2 separate regions of the Pan troglodytes genome follow, and region 1 is linked to region 2. A link is a contact called in public HiChIP or PLAC-seq data. All regions are on one chromosome and are shown on one strand. Each heading gives the region's core, a stretch centred on a gene start, on an enhancer-like site or on the middle of the called end of the contact. The rest is flanking DNA. Distances are from core to core; before and after follow the strand shown. Region 1 holds the start of LRRC73 (leucine rich repeat containing 73). Region 2 holds the start of SRF (serum response factor).

Evidence for each region. HiChIP or PLAC-seq counts read pairs in DNA pulled down with a chosen protein or histone mark.
Region 1: a contact with region 2 is called in an H3K4me3 HiChIP or PLAC-seq map of stem cell-derived excitatory neurons, with 7 times the contacts expected there. The contact joins the promoter of LRRC73 here to the promoter of SRF in region 2. A contact is called at or near these places in 1 of 7 Hi-C or Micro-C datasets (stem cell-derived neural progenitor cells) and 1 of 1 datasets of contacts at active chromatin or transcription factors (stem cell-derived excitatory neurons).

Annotation. Positions count from the first base shown.
Region 1 is chr5:49,396,764-49,404,504 of NHGRI_mPanTro3-v2.0_pri, reverse strand. LRRC73 (leucine rich repeat containing 73) reads left to right here and starts at 1,752. Exons shown (of 6, transcript XM_001138441.6): 1 at 1,752-2,023; 2 at 2,619-2,779; 3 at 3,119-3,241; 4 at 3,613-3,713; 5 at 3,861-4,083; 6 at 4,231-4,574. The coding sequence starts at 1,752. The coding sequence ends at 4,301. TJAP1 (tight junction associated protein 1) reads right to left here. Exons shown (of 11, transcript NM_001280172.1): 11 at 4,991-6,794. The coding sequence ends at 5,700. It also overlaps a transcript of POLR1C not described here.
Region 2 is chr5:49,062,830-49,070,156 of NHGRI_mPanTro3-v2.0_pri, reverse strand. SRF (serum response factor) reads right to left here and starts at 4,597. Exons shown (of 6, transcript XM_016955554.3): 1 at 4,085-4,597; 2 at 2,141-2,407; 3 at 287-548. The coding sequence starts at 4,597.

The sequences.
Region 1 (7,741 bases), core at 503-3,002, 340 kb before region 2:
CATCCCGACTTAAACCCTGTGTCAAAACAAGGATCTTCTGCACCTGGGCATTGTGTTGATAATTTTCCTATGGAGCTCTTAATTGAAGCCAAATTTGGCTTTGCCCTGGTGGTACTGGGGCCAGCTCCTTTTAGTTCTTCTGTCTTTCCTCTTAAAACCAACCACCACTCCTAACATAGCACCATCCACCCCCACCACTTCTTTAATCTGCTCCACTTAATAAGTTAATTCAGGTGGCTAAGAGTGGGAATAGGGCCTTTGACCTCCCTTCACTATATTGAATATTATATTTTATGTAAAATAATCTTCTTAACACTAGTAAATCTGGGTCAGCAGCATCTATTCCTCCTAACAAAGGGACTAACAGAGGTGCCCTTCATTTGTCCTGCGTTACACAAGTGAGTCCCCCACCACCCTGGCCAGAGGACAAAGTTGAGACAGCACCGCCTGCACCGTGCAGTGTGGCTCAGCCGCCTTCATGTCCTCACCAGTGCTCCAGGGCCCTGGCCCTGGCACCTTCTTTGTATTGGCTGCCCCAGTCTCGCGGCATGGACACACCCTCAGATGTCAACAGTGCCCTGCGTACCTGAGAAGGTGTGGCACCAGGACCTTGCATCTATCTGAGGCTCCCCTGCCCTAGGGACCCTATGGGGTACCCTTCTCCCCAGCAGCTCAAGCTGGCTCTGCCCAGCCGTGGTCCCTGGGGCCTCCCTGATGAGGCCGCCATCTTGGCGAGGAGCAAGCGGGGAAGTCCCCATGGGCCGGGATCACCACGCACGCTGCGCCTCGAGTCAGGGGGGCGGGGGCGAGGCGCGGCGCGGATGAAAGGGCCCTGGGGCCTTCCAAATAGGAGGGAACAGTGCCCTGGATTCCGGCGGGGGTATGGACCTTAGGAACGGGAAAGGATGGAAGAATGGGCAGAAGCACCAGTAACCGTGCCCAACGCCATCTCCACGGGGCGTGCCTCCATTCCGCTCCCCGTCAGCCCTACCCACTCAGCCCTGCCGCCTTCCTTCTGCCAGCTGGCTGACCCCACTCCCAAGGGAAGAGCGGCCTATCGCTCCCAGCTCCTTGCCCCGAACCACCCAGTGTACGCGAACCTCGCGGGCCGGCGTGGCCTTAGCCGGGCAGGGGGCGGGGCGAGCGGCGGTGACGCGGCCGTTGCCATGGGAACTCGCCGCCCGCTCGCTCTCTGGAGCTGGAGCCGGAGCTGCCGCCAGGCGCCCGCCTCAGGCTCTCTCTGCCAGCCGTGCGGCCAGGCCCGCGGGGTGGTCGGGGGGAGCCGGGCAGCAGAGAACTAGGGAGCGGGTACGGCCTCCTAACCGAGACCGGTAAGCCGAAGCCCTTGAGCCACTCGCTGCCGCTGCCGCCGCCGCCGCCGCGACCGCGAGGGACAAGGACAAGCGCCGAGCAGCGCCTGCCCAACCCCCGGAACGCGCACCCGCCCCAACGCCCAGACACGGACCGTGCGGGCCGCCCCCGCCCCAGCGCCGCCCCACTTCAGCCCGGCCCGCGCCCTGGACGCCTCCGCACCTCTGGCCGGCTCCGGCTCAGTCCCGGTAGCTCTTCTCCGCCCCCGCCGCAGCCTCCGCCGCAGCCGCAGCCTCCGCCACAGCCGCCGCCTCCACCCCCGGCCCCACTCCGCCCGCGACCCCTGCCGGGGCCCCGACCCCGGCCCTATCCCCGGCCCCGCCCGCGGCCCCACCAACCTCCGTTCCGGCCCCGTACCCGGAGGCCCAGCCGTGGGCACGATGCTGCCCAGCTCCATCCAGATTTCGGGGGAGCCGCTGTCCGGCGCCGAGGTGCGGGACATCTGCCGCGGCCTTCGCGACAACGCCGTGCGCCTGCTCTCACTGCGCGGCTGCCGCCTCTGCGACCGCGACTTTGGCCGCATCTGCCGGGCCCTGGCCGGGGCCACGTCCCTGGCGCAGCTCAACCTTAACCTGGGCGTCGTGTCCAGCCCCAGCCGCATCAAGCAGCTGGCTGAGGCTCTGCGGACCAACCGCTCCATCCAGTCCCTCTTGTGAGTGCGCCCCCTCGCAAGGGGGTCCCGGGCACTGCACCCTTCCATACACCCCTGGCACCTCCTGTTCCTCCACACTCCTTCCAGTACCATACTACCTTCACATGCCTTATGCACATACACAGTGCCTCGGCCCATGCCTTCACAGCACCCTCCAAGCACATGCTTGGACTTTGCACGCGCGACCCTACCCGTGTTGGGATACCCACCACTTCCTGACATGAGGTGGGGGCCGTACCTCCCCACCTAATCATCTGCATTTACTTCACTGGGGCAGCTCCTCGGTTCCCAAGGGGGAATATCCCCGTGGGGACGAGAGCCCTGCCCACTGCAGAGTTCCGGTCCACCACCCACCCACCCCTTCTCTGCCCCTCCCTGTGCAATGTCCTGGATCCCTGCCCCAGAAAACAAACCGAATTCTCCCTCTATCTGTATTCCCTGAGAATCTAGAACTTTCCTTCTCCTTTTCCAGGCCCCTCAAGTGCTGTGACTGAGTGCCCTCCCCATACCTAGGGCTGACAGAAGTGAAAGTGTCCCTTTCCCATGTAGATAGGGCCGAGGACTGCAGTAACCCTGCTCTCTCACTCTCCTCCAGCCTGCATGGGAGCCCCCTGACAGATGCGGGGCTGGCCTTGCTGAACCCAGCCCTGGCCCTCCACCCTGCCCTCGTGGCTCTGGACCTGGGGGACTGCATGCTGGGTGATGAAGCCATCAACCTCATCTGTGGCCTCCTGCCCCCAGATGGGGCCAAATCTGGTGAGCAGGACCCTGTTGAGGGCTTGGGCTAGTGTGGCAGTGATGAAAATCGAAATGCAGAGGGAAGGGGGTGTGGCCCCAGAGCTCTGATGATGTGGGTGAGAACATCTTTCTACTCCTCTCAGGAAGGGGCAGGACGGGGGGCAGCATGGAGACTCAGGAATCCAGGCTGGGGCAGGCAGAGGAAGCATGGGCCTCCTTAATGGCTCTTGACCTCTATGGTGGGGGTAAGGTGGTGCCCAGCCACTAGGGACACCCCAGAGACTCAGGGATGGTGGGGAAGGGCTGGAGGAGGGCTTAACCCTCCCTATTCTGGTTTCTTGCTATGATGCTGCCCAGGCTTGAAGGAGCTAACGCTGAGTGCCAACCCTGGCATCACCCCTAAGGGCTGGAGCCGCCTCGCCATTGCCGTGGCCCACAGCTCCCAGGTCCGCGTCCTCAATCTGGATTACAACCCCCTGGGTGAGGCTCAAGAATACCCCCTTGGGCTGTCACTGCTTCATGCCCTATCCAAGAGCCTGGGACCAACAGTTGACATGGTAACCCGTACACTGGGAGAGGGAAGAGAAAGGCGAGCCCCCAGGGGTCAAGGAGATAGCTTTGTGGAGGACCAGGTGACCAATAAATAGATCAAAGCATCAGTCACCACCCGTGGGCCTAACTTGCTTCGTGCCTTCACTCACCAATCACAATGATCCCTTCCTGACCACCACCAATTGTCCATGTTTCCTTGGCCAGGGATTAGTATCTAAAGTTGTTAAGGCAATGGGGAAGCTATCTGTAAGGATTAGCAGGCATGTGTATGAATGTGTGCACGTGTGTTGTCTCCCCAGGTGACCATGTGGCAGGAATGCTGGCTGTAGCTGTGGCCTCTAGTCGTACCCTAGAGGTGCTAGACTTGGAGGGCACAGGGCTCACCAACCAGTCAGCTCAGGTGGGAAGTCGTCATGTTTGGGCACGGCCAGGGGATGGGGTGGAGGTTAGCTTATGTGTCTGATGACATACCTAAGGCGTGGCAGGTTGGGGTCTGAGGACCTGCCTTAACTGTGTTCATCCTTTTCCATATTCTTCCCCACTTCAGACCCTGCTGGACATGGTAGAAAATTACCCCACAGCTTTGCGGAGCCTGGTGTTGGCTGAGAACAGCATTAGCCCAGAGCTGCAGCAACAGATCTGTGACCTCCTCTCTGAGGGAGAGGAGGAGGAGGAAGTGGCAGGAGGGGCTGGCGACACCCAGGAATGGGAGAGAGGGCGGGAGCCTGCTGCCCACCAGAGAGGCAGCAGCTCCTGGATGTGCCCCAGCGGTAAGAACCCAGAGGGTTGATCAGAGCCAGGTCTGGAAGAGGCTCGGGACAAGGGAGAGTGGGTGTGCAGAACCTAGGCTCTCACCTATCTGTGGTCCCCATTGGAGGAAGGAATGGTGGTCTGAACACTCCTCTGCCCTTCCACAGATCCCAGCTCTCAGATGGTGCTAATGACGTCAGGACTAGGGGACAGTCTGTTGGCTGAGACCGAGATGTGACTCTCCACTGGGCCTCTGCACACCATTTCACTTATCTATGTCCCGAGCACCTTGCCCCAGATATCAGGGTCGGGCCCTGGGACTTGGGAGGGAACTGGGGTCAGGGGCTGCATGGGGGCTCTGGCAGCTCCTGGCAGTGTGGTGGGAAGGAAGCTCTGGAAGCTGTGACTGAGCAACAGCCTTGGGGGGCACTTGAACCCACGGCAATGCCTTTGAACTTGGCAGCTCTGGCTGCAACCCGCTGGCTCGGAAAAGATTTTATGAACTCCACAACCTGTCGTGTGGCTGTAGTCACTTGGGGCCGGCAGTAGGGGAGGAATTGGAACTACCAGTAAGCACCACTAGGGGGCAGTAGCATCGCACAGCCCAAGCTCTAAGCCGCGTGAACTGGTCCAGCCAGGATCTCAAAATAGGCCTGGCCAGGCCTAGAACCCAGGCCTCTGAGGCAACACCTTACACTAGCCCCATAAAGATCTGGTCCCTGCCTCCGAGGGAAGGCTCAGGGACCCTGCTAAGGTTACTTAAGGTGCCCCCTTTCCCGCTCCCTGATGCTCTGTGCCTAGGGAAACCCTAGGCAGAGTGGGGCGAGGGGGAGTCACTAGCCGACTAGGATGAGACTAGGACTGGGAATACTTACAAATGGGGAGAAAAGTGGGAGAGGGGAGGTCATTAAGACAAGTTAGGCCATATCAGTAAAATAGTTTTATTTGATTTTAAAATAGTCATCAATGTGAAAATTTCCCAAAGCTTAAGAGTAACAGTCTAGAGCCAAGGTTGGGAGTGGGGGCCAGGCCTCACACAGAGCCCAGCTTGAGGCCCCTGAGCCCCACCCTCCTTTCCAGAGGGAGGGAGGAGACAGCTGAGGGGGCCCTGAATCAGTCCTCTCCCTCGTCCCCAAGGCCAGCTGTGCCAGGCCCCTGGAGGGCAACAGCTCATGCGGAGGACTGGGGGGGGGGGGGAAGCAAACAGGTAGGAAACAGAAATGAGGTTAACAATTACACCATCACCCCCCCCAAAAAAAAAACAAAATAACAAAACTTGTGACTATGAAAGGAGGATGGAAGATGAATACTGATAAACTCCTCAGCTCCCCAGAAAAGCCCAGTCTGGGCTGGGTTGGGCTGATTGGAGGAAAGGTCTTGAGACCCAACTGCATGTTACCTCTGAAGAATAAATATTCTAAGAAAAGGGGAAAACCATGAGGCAAGCTGCCGCAGTCAGTCAACGCAGCTGACAGGCCTGGCATGGCCCACAACCTGACCCCATCCACACAGGAAACGGCTGTGCGGGTCTGGATAGAGGAGAGGTCAAGGGCTTGGACTGGGGACCCTGAGCTGCCAAGGTGTGGGGACTCCTTGCAGTCCTGGTGCAGCAATGGCAGGAAGGCCAGCAGGGACCCTAGTTGAGCAGGTTGCCCTGCTCCTGGGCCTGGGTCAGGCTGTCCTTGCGGTGCAGGTGGTGAACCCCCATCCTCTTGGGGCTGCGCTGGGGACGACTGGAGCTGGGGAGTGGCCAGGCCCTGCCCTCGGTGTGGGAAGTGCCTGGCCCCTCCTCTGTGCCACTGTTAATGGGCAGCAGGCTCTGGCGCTCTTCCTCAGGACTGATAGGCAGGTTCAGCTCTTCTTCCTCCCTGGGAAAGCCAGAGTCAGGTTCTGTGGGTAGCAAAAGCTCACTCTCTTCGGGTCGGGCAGAAGGTGCCTGGACCACCTCATCTCTGTCAGCGGGGCTATGGGCAAAATGGCGCTGCAGCTCAGGGAGGGCATCGCGTCCAAAGGCTGTGCGCTGGGCCACAGCAGCAGGTGGTGGAGTACGGTCCACAAATGCCCGCTGCCAGCTGACCAGCAGGTCCTCTTCAGAGCTGGCAGAGCTAGCTGGGGCACTGAGTGTTAGGGGCGCTGGGCTGGGCTGGTGGTGGGGTGAGGCCTGGGCTGAGGCAGGGGTGCTGGGCACTGGGCTGGGGCGGGCCCGCTCACTCCCCTCCTCTACCAGGCTCAGGGAAATGGCCTGGCGGGTAGCGTAAGTGCAGTTGGGCAGGGGGCTGTTGCGGGGGATCTGAACCTTATCCTCAGAGAACTCTATTACCCTGCGGCCAGGATACAGTGGGTGTGGTGGAGATGGGGTTGGGTAGGGGTTCAGCTTCTCAAAGGCTGGCAAGGGCAGCTCTTCCTCCGGGGAGCCCCTGGCAGTACCCAGAGAGTGGCACTCCCCATTGGGTTGTGGGGTGGGGCTGCCAGGGGCCGGGGGACTGGCTGGATCACCTGGGACACCCTCACTCATGTCCACATGCACAAAGACATCCTCAGCCAAGGGGCGCCCGGCGCTGCCTGACTGGGCTGAATTGAGCAGTAGAGACTCTGGCTTCTCTAACACTCGGGCAATGACTGAGGTAGGCACCACAGCCCCTGGGGCTAGGCTGGGAGCAGGACCTGGGCTGGCGGCCTCTTGACCACTGTGCAAATGTTTCCGAACCATGTCCTGTAGCTCACAGGGCAGCTGAGGTAAAAGAGCAGGAAAGAGAGACATCAATGATCGCAGCCAAAGACAACTTGACTCATGGCGAAAGTAATGGCTCCCACCTTTAAGTACCTCTGTGTACTCAGCACTCCGCTATCTCCTGTTCTTACAGCATGCCAGTGTGTATACCCTCACTTCACAGACACATAGGCCTGGAGAGGGGAAGACAACTCAAAGCTTTGGTTAACTTGGCCAGGATTTAAACCCGGATCTGCTGCTGCAGCTGGCATGTTCTCAAACTTCTATCTCCCAGCTTCTGCCCAAACCATACTTAAGTTTGGAGAATCTGCATAGACCAGTAGCCTTAGAAATACCTCTACTTCTAGGCCAGGCACAGTGGCTCATGCCTGTAATCCCAGCACTTTGGGAGGCCGAGGCGGGCGGATCACGAGGTCAGGAGATCGAGACCATCCTGGCTAACACGATGAAACCCCATCTCTACTAAAAAGACAAAAAAATGAGCCAGGCGTGGTGGTGGGCACCTATAATTCCAGCTACTTGGGAGGCTGAAGCAGGAGAATTGCTTGAAGCCGGGAGGCGGAGGTTGCAGTGAGCCGAGATTGTGCCACTGCACTCCAGCCTAGGCGACAGAGCAAGACTCAAAAAAAAAAAAAAATACCTCTACTACTTCTACTTCTGCAGGCAACATCAACCTTGGGCCTGAAGCTGTGGGGTCTAGAGTTTACCCCTTGGGGTAACATGATCAGATGGGCCTAATCCTCTCTTAGTACTCTTTGGGCAGATAGCTCTGACTACCCTCTCCTTCCTGCCTGGGATCTTCTCTCTCTGTCTCTGTTACAGAAACCAACAGGGCTGGCCCCCCAGAACTAGTGATGGGCCCTGGACAGTACACGGGACACCAACCAGTGGCAGAGTTGACTGGCTTGAGAGGTGACATGGAGGCAAGAGGAGGGCAAAGTGGGAAG
Region 2 (7,327 bases), core at 3,348-5,847:
AAGTGGTGAAACATCTACTGCCCTGTGGCAATGAGGGCACGGGGCTGGGGTAGCTAGACAGGGCCAGAATATATGGTTGAAACTTACTGACAAGGACAGCAGGGGTCTCAGTGGGCAGAGGTATGCCTGCCAACGGGATATAAGAGGCTTCTCTCAGGCTCTGGCCCCTATTCACCTTCCTTCTGAGCAGGGAAAGAGGTTCTCTTGGTGCCAGCCCTAAACACACTCTTAGCATGCTTGATTTGCCCCAGGAAGGACGAATCTCTCCCTGCCCCTCGTGACTCACCAGGCATGAGGGTGAAGCTGGTAGGCAGCTGCATAAGGCCCCCAGAGGAGACAGGGCCGCTGCCTGTACTCTTCAGCACAGTCCCATTGGCACTGCTGACAGCACTGGGGCTGACACTAGCAGACACTGGTGCCAGGTAGTTGGTGATGGGAAAGGAGGGGCCGCTGCTGACTTGCATGGTGGTAGAGGTGCTAGGTGCTGTTTGGATGGTGGAAGTTGTACCCGGCAGGTTGGTGACTGTGAACGCCGGCTTCAGTGTGTCCTATACCCAGAGTAAAGATGAAGCAATGAGCCTCTACCAGATCCTGCCTTTGCAGAAGCTTTGTGTGGACTGAGAACCCAGACTGAAACCAGTGAGCTTGGGTTCAAATCCCAACGCCACCATTTACCTGATGCCTGACTCTTAGGTAAGTTATTGATCTACTGAGCTACAGTTTTCTATCGGTAAAAGGAGGATAATACCTACCCCCTAGGTTGCTGTAAGGATTAAGTAGGTTAGCATATGTAAATCACTTAGAAAACACTACCTGGCACATAAAAAAACCAAAATAAATATTTTTTGCTCTTATGATAATTATTATCATTGTCATTATTATAATCCCCTGAGTTCTCTGCTCCAGCGGACTGTGGTAATCCCATTGGCTGGGGAGTCAGGACACCAAGGTCTGTTCCTAGCTCTGGTAATGACCATCTAAGTGACCCTGAAATAACCACTCCCCTTTTCTGAACCTCGGTTTTCCTCTTCTATAAGCATGAGGGGGCTGGGCTACTACGTTTTCTTTCAAAGAGTTCTTCCAGCTCTAATTTGTCAGGCTTCTGAGATAGGAACTGAGTTTCTCAGGGAACTTAAGAGTTTGAGAGAGATCTTGAGAATCTGGCAATGACACACTATATGTCAAACACCCAAGATGTAAACTACCAAAAGAATGTACTCATCCAACAAAATTTCCTGGGAATAAATGAGCCCTACTGTTATAAAAGTTTAAAAATTATTACAGATGATATGCCACTAAGAGAGGAGGTAGCCTACAGCACTGACTCTCCCCTAAGGAAGACTTCGTTCTTAGAAGGGGAAGAAGGAAACTGAGAACCAAGCCACCAAGCCCAGACCCGAATTGAGTCAACCAGAGGCTCAAAGGCTGCGGGGTGGGTCAGCACGAGACGTTTGCTAAGCAGCTGGGCCCAAGACCCTTGATTGGCAGAGGCGTTGCTAAGGCAAACAGTGCCGCTTCCTCCCATTGGCCAGTCAGTTAAGTGCCACCCGGAAGGTGGAGCTCCCCAGACAGCAAGAGAGGAAGCCCCACCCCCTCTCCTTACCGGGAAAAGGAAGGGGGAGGAGTAACAGCGCAGGCATCCCTAGCAGCAGGCAAATGCGCTCCCTAACTGCCCAGGCCCCCAACACCCTGAAAGGGCAGCGGCTGGCTTGTAAGGTAGTCCCCGGCCCAGTCAACCAGCCCGCCTGCCAAGAGTGCTGGATTCCCAGGACCCCGGGACCGGAGTGCTCCCTTTCTACTCCCTGGCGACCCAGCCCGGAGGGCCGGGCTAAGCTACACCCCCGCCCCTAGCGGGGAGACAGCTGGCGGGAGGAATGCAAAGGCCCTGCCAGGCAGGCGGGCTGCGGGCGGGAGGCCGGCGTGGAGCCCAAGCCGGCCTTATATGGGCACGGAGGCCGCCCGCTTATCTAGGGGGGCGGTCTTCTATCAGGAAAGCGAGGATGGACACCTGTCCCCTAGGACGAGGGTCGTTAATCCGGCTCCACTCCACATCGGTGGGCACCTATCCACCTGTCCTGGGCCAGAAAGGGAGAGGGACCCCGCTCCCTTCCCTCCTCTCACATAGGCAACCCAAACACACCTTGGTCTCCCCACTGCTGTCAGACTCCGACACCTGGTAGGTGAGATCTGTCTCTTCAAAGCCAGTGGCACTCATTCTCTGGTCTGTTGTGGGGTCTGAACGGGGTGGAGAGTCTGGCGAGTTGAGGCAGGTCTGAATCAGTGCCTTGCCGGTCTCACTGGTGATCATGGGCTGCAGTTTTCGGGTGGCAAAGGTATACACATGGCCTGTCTCACTGGCCACCAGCAACAGCACCTGTGTCCCTGTCAGCGTGGACAGCTCATAGGCCTGAGGGGTGAGGAGGGAGATGGGCAGGTCAGCAAACTTTTTATCTCTACCTTCCTTGAGAAGTTGGAAAAAGAATTATACAGTGATGTCATTCCCCCATTCCCATAATGACCTTCGTCTCTAATGACTCTGAGGGAAGGGTGTCCTATCAGGATCTCTGGAAGCAGCAAAACTACCCATGCTCCTCCTTTGAGGAGCAGCCCCATTGACCTGAAGATACCCCAAGCAAACAGTAACAGCCCCCAGTGATGGAACATATAACTTCAGGGGATACGAAGGACCCAGCTAGCTGCTTCCCAACACAGCTTAGTGCCTGGAATGTCCCAGAGCCTCACCCCTTCTCACTGTCACAGGGACCACGATGGATCCCTACCTATCACACTGGAATTTGTACAAGACATTAGTGATAATGGACCATTTAAGCTCCAACTGTCCCATGTTTTTTTCCAGAAACTGCACAGGCTCCAACTTGTTGCCACAGCCTAGTTTCTCCTTTTGCCCTGTAATACTTTACTGCCCTTACTCCTTTGTCTTGGGAAGAAGGTTATGGAAGGAGAGAAGAGAGTTTTCCTTAATTACCTCCCCCCACAATCTTCTCCACTGATGATCAAGTGACAAGGGACACTGATACAACAGTGTCTGGAGTGATGGGAGACGAGACCTAGATTAGCACTAAACATCCTGCCATGAGCCCAGGAAGGGGACCTTCAAGGATGGCCCCATAGATGCCATACTCTCCCAACAAAGTTCTGCAAAACACCTTGGAAGCAGCTCTGGTTTCTACATGGGACAGAAATAAACACCAGCCAGTGTTCCCAAGGATCCAGCTCCTTGTCTCCCAGTTTCTCTGCTTTCATCTCTTCCCTTAACGTCTACACCCCAAAATGACTCCTTTCCTCAACACTTTTCACTGGCTGGCAGAAGAGGAATTCCTAGGTACCTCTGCAAGCCTCCCTGACTTCTCCCAAACCCCATCCAAGCATAGATTCTCCCTAGGGCTGGAAACCCCACTTGTCCTAACGGCAGGAGATTCTGCAGCGGGTCCTGCCAGGAGCATGTGGTTCCCAGTGGATGCCATGGAAGACTCACGGCCGGCGCAGGACTAGGTTCCTGCTGCTCAGGGCAGCACCAGTTCTCCTGCCCCGCTCCCTTACCTGGTCCCTAACCCTGCCTGTCCTTCCAACCAGCACTACTCTCGTGGTGCCCACTTCCTCCCACACATGCTCGCTCATTGTTGTCATGCAGCTCCAGCCTCCTCACCTCCATACCTTCTCGTTTGCTCCCTGCTTTTCCGGCGCCCTCGTCCGAACACCGGAGTGCACTGGACCTACTGATCCCGGGTTCTCATTATCCACCTCCCCGGCAGCCTCGTAGCCTCCCATCACCGCTCCTCACCCCTTCACTCAGCAAGGGCCCTCTTCCTCTCTTGCGCCGGTCACTCCCACCTCTGCGCCTTTCCCCACGGTTGCGAGCGTTCGCGGGATCTCCCCTCTCCCCACATTTCCCCGGCGGCCCCTCCCCTTCGGCCCTCCCCGGGCAGGAGCCATCCCCTCCCACACACCTCCTACGGACTCGCAGCCTCTCACCTCCGCCTCGGCTCTGCGGTCCTCCCGGGCTCCCTTTGCACATCCCCACCCCAACCGGGCCCCGGGGCCGGCCAGCCCCCCGGCTTGGTACCTTCTTCATGATGCCCGTCTTCCTCTTGCTGAAGGTCGTGTAGCGCCGCAGCTTGTTGTCGATGAACTCCATCTTGATCTTCACGCGGCCCCGGGTCTTCTTACCCGGCTTGGCCCCGCTCACCGCGCCGCTCACCGGCCCGTAGCCCCCGGTGGCCGCTGCCGACGCCTCGGGCCCACCGACCACCATACCGATCTCCATCTCGCTCAGGCTCCGCTTCAGGCCGCGCCGCTCGGCGCCCAGCTCCTCCTCCTCGCCCGACTCCGAGTCGCCCTCGCTGCCGCTGTAGAGGGCCCCCGCGGTGGGCGCCGGGGTGGTTGCCGCCGCTGCCGCAGCCTCCCGCTCCAGGCGGCCGGGCCCGAGCCCCGCGCCATTCCCGGGGACCCGGCCCCCGTTAGCCCCGCGTGTCCCGCCGCCGCCGCCCGGCCGCCCCGTCGGGGTCCGGTTCAGGCTGCCCCCCAGGGCCGAGCCCCGGCCCAGAGCCGCCGCGGCCCCAGCTTGGCTCGGTAACATGGCGCTCGATGCAGGAGGGCGGACGGGCAGTCAGCGAGGAATCGGAGCCGCCGCAGCCGCCGCCATCGGCTTCCCGGCTCAACCCGGCACTCCCGCTGCTGCTAGTGCCGCTATCGCTGCCGCGGCCGCCGCTGCGAACCCGGGGCCCCTGCACGCCCGGGCCGACCTGGGCCCTCACTTTCCTGCCCCTGTGGCCCGGGTTGCCCCAGGCCGCGCGCAGCGCCCCCTGTCCGTCTGCTAGGGCGGCGCGCCGGGCGGCCGTCAGCGTCCCCCGGGGGGCAGGGGCTGCTGGCCGCGGCCGAGACGGCGGGTGGAGGGGGCCGGGACCACGCGCTGGCGGCGGAGGGATCCCCCGACCCTTCCCCCCATATAAAGAGATACAATGTTTCCTTTTATGGCGAGGCCGCTCCTTATATGGTGAGCCCCAGCGCCCCCGCCCCATTGGTCCGTGGTTCCGGCACCTCCGCTCCCCATTGGCCCACAAGAGGGCGCTTATTTGCATAGACATACCGAACTCGTTGCTGTCATCTCGCGTCAGACCGCGACTCTGAGAGGGGTGGAGCCGACGCCTCTTAAAGGAACCGGAGAACAGGCACGATCCCGCCTCCCTGAACCCGAGAATGATAGAACGGTTTGGGAGGCACCCGCGGAGAAGGAGGCTGGGACTGGAGCGCAGTCTTGCGGAAGAGAGGGAGCAGCACTAGTAAATGGGCACCGGGACCGCTGGAGGCATACACTGGGGAAACCCCTGGGTGGATTGTGGGGTTTGCAGTAAATAAAAAAATACAGCCCAAATTCCAAGGGAGGAGTGCAGGGATTGATTGGAGCATTTCCTCACGCCTTCCTAAGGGAGGCACAGTTATTGGCTGAGCGGAGAGAGCTTGGGTCCCCGGTGTCCAGACTCGTCGCGCCCCAGCCGCTCAGCTCTAACTTTTCCCCTCCCCCCAACTTCCCTTCCCTTTCCCTCGCTTTTGTAGGCGACGAAACTTTCCCACCGGGCTGGCTCGAGGATCTTCATTCATCATCCTCTGCACTGGGGGGTCTTTAGCAGACATACATCTGGAAAAGGCTGGTGGAGGGGAGGGCGAGAGACAGAGATCGGCCTCCCAGTCCTGAGGCGGGCAGGGAGGAGAGACGGAGATCAGTGAAGACTTCCAGCTGCAGGCTGGACTTGGGGAGGAGGACGTCCCGAGGATAAAGCCCACCCTACAGCCAGTGCAAAGACTTGGGAAAGTGTGGCCCGACAGAAAGTTTAAGCCCAAGCAAGCACGCTCGCGCACACACACGCACATACACACACTTCTCTGGAAAGCCCGTTGGAGAAAAAAAAAAAGTTTCAGACAGGGTATCGCTCTGTCGCCCAACCTGGAGTGCAGTGGCGCGATCTGAGCTCATTGCAACCTCTGCCTCCCGGGTTCAAGCGATTCTCCCACCTCCGCCTCTCACGTAGCTGGAACTACAGGTGCGCGCCACCACTCTGGCCTAATTTTTGTATTTTTTGTAGAGATGGGGTTTTGCCATGTTGCCCAGACTGGTTTCGAACTCCTGGCCTCAAGCGATCCTTCCCCCTCGGCTTCCCAAAGTGCTGGGATTATAGGCATGAACCACCGTGCCCAGCAGAAAAAAAAAAAAAACAAACTTAAAAGATTAAAACTGGGGTGCTGCAAAGTGAGGTTCAAGCTCTGGGTCTGGGTCTTTTCTCCAAAGCAGTGAAAATAGCTTGGACTTTGCTGTTACAGAATTATTTAAATCTGGAATCTGCCTCTTGGTAAGCCCTGTGCCTGGAAACAAGTGACAAGTGATCTGATCTCTCCAGACGCAATATTCATCAATGTTGCTATCCATTCCATGAGTTGTTGTTTTTTTTGTTTTTTTTTTGTTTTTTTTTTTTGAGACAGAGTCTCGCTCTGTCGCCCAGGCTGGAGTGCACTGGCACGATCTCGACTCACTGCAACCTCTGCCTCCCCAGTTCAAGCGATTCTCCTGCTGCCTCAGCTTCCCAAATAGCTGGGATTACAGGTGCCCACCACCACACCTGGCTATTTTGTATTTTTAGTAGAGATGGGGTTTCGCCATGTTGTCCAGGCTGGTCTCGAACTGCTGACCTCAAGTGATCCTCCCACCTCGGTCTCCCAAGGTGCTGGGATTACAGGCATGAGCCACCATGCCGGGCCTATTCCATGAAATTCTTAATGCAGATTTAATGACATAAAGACTAAAGGGCAGAGTAATTGGTCAGTGGTTAGGCAATAGGAGTTACCTGGAGTAAGTCACCTCATCCTAGGGATAAAGCATCTTGGCATGTTTAAGGGGATGGGAGGCAGTGATTATTCCTGCCCGAAAAATTATGAAGATTAAATAAAGCAGTTGATTGTAACCTAGTCATTACTGGTAGTGGTAGTGATATCAATTCAGTATACTACAATCAACATTTAAAAGAATAAATTAATGGGTATCACAAAAAGCAAGGGCAAATATTGTTGCATAAAATGTTTGTTTGCATTATATATAGGTTGAACCCTACAAAATTGCCATTTTATAGGTCAAGAAGGTGGGATATTGTCAATTTCTCATAATTCAGTGTATGTGTGTAATGGATGACAATATTAACTGCATTTCTTACTGTGAGTCACAATCCAAAAGCTTGAAAAATACTGAAATAAAATATGTGCAAGTGATCAGTAAAATATAGTGTGTATTTTGTGTGTATAGTGAATAAAATATAGTGTG